Linked DNA regions of Gasterosteus aculeatus: region 1 is linked to region 2. A link is a contact called in public Hi-C data. All regions are on one chromosome and are shown on one strand. Each heading gives the region's core, a stretch centred on a gene start, on an enhancer-like site or on the middle of the called end of the contact. The rest is flanking DNA. Distances are from core to core; before and after follow the strand shown.

Evidence for each region. Hi-C and Micro-C count contacts between places; a contact is called where the count stands out from the background.
Region 1: a Hi-C map of skeletal muscle shows a contact between it and region 2, with 2.5 times the contacts expected there. The contact joins the promoter of edil3a here to the enhancer-like site in region 2.

The regions. Positions count from the first base shown.
Region 1 is chr13:11,921,160-11,923,859 of fGasAcu3.hap1.1, reverse strand. It overlaps edil3a (EGF like and discoidin domains 3a), which reads left to right and starts at 1,417. Exons shown (of 10, transcript XM_040195851.2): 1 at 1,417-1,955. The coding sequence starts at 1,892.
Region 2 is chr13:11,857,717-11,860,416 of fGasAcu3.hap1.1, reverse strand. It overlaps edil3a (EGF like and discoidin domains 3a), which reads left to right. Exons shown (of 10, transcript XM_040195851.2): 9 at 2,450-2,605. Among protein-coding and RNA genes, the nearest start is that of LOC144386315, 25 kb to the right of the region's middle. Within about 2 kb of position 1,321, at least 1 of the 9 cell types and tissues checked has open chromatin away from gene starts, as enhancers often do.

The DNA.
Region 1 (2,700 bases), core at 168-2,667, 63 kb before region 2:
CTTATAAATGATGCTTTCCCCCAAACAACCAATTGCTTAACATTTAAAAATGTTCTACAGAAGAGGAGAACATTTGTCCTAACCAACACAGTAAACACTTCTAACGCTCGCTTTTTGCCATCAAATGCTATGCTTAAGAGTTAAGTGAGAGCCCAATAAATGAGCAAAATAACATTGGGAACATTTGTGCTATTTAGTCATTTATTATTTGAGTCAACAAACAAAGGTCAATTAGTGTAAATTTGGATTTGCTAAAGTGAAATTGTCTGATTTATTTAGCTCCAAGTTTCCTCAAACTAAATAGGTTGCCTTAAATATCATACATGGGACATGAATCTGTTTTGTGCACATTGGATTGCAAAACAATCTAATTTCGACGATGCTTCTGTGAGTTAGCAGTTTACATACTAGTTCTTACGAATCAAAGGATTTATGAGATTCTATGTAGGTCATCAAGAACAACCGTTTCAGTTTTCCGATTATGTGTAATTTCACTAAGTAGGTGAAGTAAAAAAAAATGTTTTGGACATGCGATGGCTAAAATGGCGATGTCATGGAATCCATGTGAAGCACTCTTAACCTTTTAATATCCTTGAAATTGAAGTGACTTGCATGTTTATTACACACTCTTAGGTGTTTTCCTGGAGCAACAGACAATGTTATAATGATATAATATATACATAATATTAGAGGATGTCCACATATTATACACATTATGTGTAGCTTTTGTTAAGCAACTCATTGTATGAAACATTTTAATTATTGCCTAATTTAATCTTTTGCTTGAGAACGCCCTTTAGCGCTGGACCCACATATAAAGGCTTTCCACAGAGAAGATACTTGAAACAACTTTATCCAATTTACTGGGACTTGAAGAGTAAGCCATGTGGAGTGGAAAAAAAGAGGTTAAGGGAAGGCAAAGGCATCTGATTTAAAGCCTGAAACCCGGCAGTCTTTTTGGAGCTGCCCTTTAGGAAGAAAGGAGGAGAGGAGAGCCTCAGTCGGTTTACTGTGATTGACCATCAGGCGTTTGGAGCCAAACGGGGGGGACTGTCCTTGAAGCTGTGTCAATTTACACCGCGTAGCCCGGATGAAGAGAGATTGCACCTTCAGAATAATAGCTTAACTTTTTTTTAATTTTCCAAAAGTAACCCAGACAAAAAAAAATCGTTACGTCAGCCATTTAAGGACACATCACTATCTTACGTAAACCTTCACAGTGCACGTCAATTAATGTGAAACAGACTGCATGGAAATACAGAGAAATATTGGCTATAACGCGTGATGTGTTATAGCCAAACTCTTCTTTGTGTTACCAATGGGGAATATTTTGAATCCAAATGAAATGAATTGTGTGGTTTTATTTTAAAGGTCTAGTCCGGAAGTGGAGATTTACGCAGCTCGGGGAGGCTTGATGTCGGATGAGCAGCGGGCGCACACGCCGCCGTCTTCACCACGTCGCTCCACTGCAGTAAGAGCGCAGACGGCAGCGGAGAGAGAGAGAGAGAGAGAGAGAGAGAGAGAGAGGAGAGAGAGAGAGAGAGAGAGAGAGAGAGAGAGAGAGAGAGAGAGAGAGAGAGAGAGAGAGAGAGAGAGAGAGAGAGAGAGAGAGAGAGAGAGAGAGAGTGGGGGGAGGACCAGGCAGCCACAGTTTACTTGTTCCTGCTCGGGGGGGGGAAACAAACCCAGGTGTCGAGCTTGTCTCTCCGCTGACTTTAACACAGGTGGACTTCATCTGAGAGGACACGGAGCAACAGACCCCAGGTCCCACCACCCAGCGAGAGCGCAGGAGACACAACTTTCGGGCTATTTCTCCGTGATTTCTTTTTTTTTTTTTTTTAACACCACACCTGTGTAACCTTGGGAGTCAGCGCAGTTTCACAGTGAGAGGATGGGACCGCTCCTGCTTTCCATCGCCCTGTGCTTGGGAGCCGCTGTCCCGCAGCATGTGATGGGTGAGTTGGAAAGTGACTGGCTGCCATTAGCCGTCTCCAAACATTTAGCGTTTTGTTGTTGTTGTTGTTGCGTAGGAGTAACCCCCAAAACTGAGCAATCGGAGCGTCTTCATGTTTCCATCCGGTTATTTCAAAGAGGGAGGCCCACGTCCATAGCTGAGCGAAATGTAACGTGCGTGTGTGGAGAGTGTGTGTGGTTTTGCGTAATACCAGCAGCCTTTCAGCTGGGTTTGGCACCGTTCTTAGTCCCTGCACGGCTCGCTATGGTTATTTGCTTGGATTACGTTGTTGGGGACACTTGTTTGAGTCGATCAAACAGACTAATTAATGGGGTTTTTCCCCGTGCGTAATTTCTGTTTGACAAAAAGGGCGAACCAGGCGCGCGCATTCCAACGTAGCGCCGTATACATCGCTCCATCATTTTGTGCGCCCTCGAAGTGATCCTCCTCAAGACGTTTATTCGCTCCTGCGTGCTCCTCTCCGGGAATAAAACCCGTGCGTCCAGATATAAAGCCCTATAGTTGGGGGAAAAAAATAAATTACGTACATTCTTCGTCCGTAACAGTAACGGATAAATGGAAAGACTTCTCTAGACAACGTGGGCTGTGGGCAGACAAATGCTTTCGCTCGGTGGGGATGTGCTGGATACAGAAAGCCTTCTGTAATAGTTGGATCACGGCACTATTATTGACTTTCGGAAGAGAGAAGAGTCAGTTGTGCCTTCTAATGTAGAATTTGGCCCAAA
Region 2 (2,700 bases), core at 72-2,571:
AAAAAGGAAAGTGAGCCTTTTTTGGCTCCATCCGTCTCTTTTTCCTGCACGGGTAAAGCCACTTCAAATGGGGACGGGCGATTTACAAATCAACTCTCTTCTCAACGAGTATGAGTGTTAGTCTGGCAGAAGTGAACAAGTAAATGTAAATGGCGCACTCTCACTTTTCAATGTCCTGCTCTTTTTTGGGGGGGGCGAACTGCAGGTTTAGATTTGAGCTACATTAATCTTTTTTTTTTATTTTTTTATCTCAGACGCAGCGAGCCAAACCCTAAAATTGATTCTCATGGTTTATTTCTTTGAAACATGTATGCCACGAGCGTTCAGCGAGTGCTACAAAGACTTCACACGGCCCCTGTTTGTCTGGGTTAACGGCTCGTGGAGGAGGGAGCGGATTTGAGAGCGCGATGGAAGAAAAAACAGCAGGTAAAGGCTGAAGGGGAGGCCTTGCTTTAACAAGCTTATCTCGCCCCCTAATTCAGTTTGGGCCTTCAAAGTGCTGAGAGCCGCCGTCGCTAGGGGCGGTTGTATTTTTTGACCGCTACCTGTGACAGCAATTAAAGGTTCCCCTTCAAGCCTGCCTTTGTTTTCGGTGGCAGACTTGACTGCAGGAGTAGAACGAGATTACCTCAACATTCTGCAACTGGAGCATAATCAAAGCCTCACGATGCGAGGTGTCACGCCCGTCTAAATTGACCGGGCAGCCTCTTGCCGCTGTGTTTTTTTCTGCCCCGCTATATCTTAATAGGTTGCTGTGACATTTTTTGTATTGTAACAGGGCTGTTTAAAAAGGTGCTTATACACATTACAGTGAAATATTTCAATTCCAAAGCAGAAGTGAGCATTGCTTTTCAAAAGAACAAAAACACAGATGTAGAGACTGCTACGATTTGAAGGAGGAACTTCATGAATAGTATATTCGCAACAAATGAAGCGTGCATATGTGCTCTGCAGCATCTGCATAATTACATACCTATAACCACAGCGGACTAAAATTATGTCTGCACGCAAACTTCAATGCCTGCTGTCCTACTTTCATTAGCTTAACATCCCACAAATGGAGAACGGGGAGTTCATCCACTCGGATGCCTTTTTAAAAAAGCCAAGAGTTTGCCTTCGACTTGCTACGGCATTTTTCTACATGTGTGACAGGACCCAGGTCTATGCCTAATTATGTACAGAGCAGGGGGGCTGCACCAAAGAACACCCATCTAATACCCGGGGGTAGTTCTCAATCTTACAGTTGCTGGGAGAAAAGAGAGGCTGTAATATGCTGCAGGCACTAACGACGCAGTGTGGTGCGGTGTGGTGCAGCTTGCAATGATATGCACGGTGGTGTTGTGCAATCGGTCTTTATTTGGTGAGAGGCATGTGCCTCTCAAAACTGTACACGTATGTTTGTCTCTCTGGCTTCTACAATTGTATCTTAACATATGGTTATGTGTTTATATGTGTATATGTGTGACTGCAAAATGCCACTGTTTTTCATCCTTTTTTGATTGTGATTGGGTGCTTGGATTCGGCTGCTACCTGAGACATTTGTAGAGGGACATTTAGGCTATTGAAAATGCAGTGCCATCAATTATTCACATATTTCTTCATTGGTATCAAACAGCATGCCCTTTATGGTTATTTCACACACTTAATGTGTCGTTTGTTTTTCCTTTTAGTGTTTTGTTATACAAAAACAACATGTATTTCTGCACCGTTTCTTTTATGTGGAATTGAAGATGTAACACCTGCTGGTTAATGTTTGTGAAAGTCCGACGGGGGTGACATTTAATAATACTTTTTATGTTCCATCACAACGTGAGCTTTTCTGCACTTCTGCACACCTCGCTCTTACATTTCGATTGTTTAAATATAATATACACTCGACATAATTAACATGGTGGAAAAATGTAAAAGCTTGACCTGTGTTTGACATTATTAAAGTATATTTTGCCTACTAAAGTATAGTTGGCCAGGTAAACGTGATGGAGTTATAATACTATATATTCTTTTCTCGTTCTTTTTGGATTCAGCTTGTGTATGTTTTGAATCTCCGCTCAACAGCGTTAAAATACTTTACCAAATAATAAAGCCTAATTGAAAGCTAGAGTTTCAATTGGTGTGTTTACTGGCCAGCATCCATGGCTTATAAATTGTTTGCAACAAATCATAACCTATTCAAAATGAACCCAAATGGAACAGTCTGGTTCTCTGAAGTTGATGCAGCGTATAATTTCTGTTTTGCTGAGGCAACATTGTGGAATCAGCTTTGTTGTTCAATATTCTGTGAATAATTGAAACTGGCTTTTTGCACACGGTGTCTTTATGCAGTAAATCCTCTGATGACATCAAACCAAAAAGAGATACTAACTAGATTTTTCATCTCTAAAACTTACTATGTCACTTTTTTCTTGAGGAACTTACCATTCTTTCTTTCTTTGTTTCTTTCCTCTCTCAGGTGGACTTGCTTGTGCCTGCCAAGGTCACGGGTATAATTACCCAGGGAGCTAAAGATTTTGGCCACGTTCAGTTTGTTGGCTCATACAAACTGGCATACAGTAATGATGGGGAGCGGTGGAAAATATATCAAGATGAGAAACAGGGGAAGGACAAGGTAAGAAGCTTTCACGGCCCATGATGACGGAAAACACATGCACATTGCATGCTATTGGGTCACTTTTACCAACATTAGCTGACAAAACCGAGATG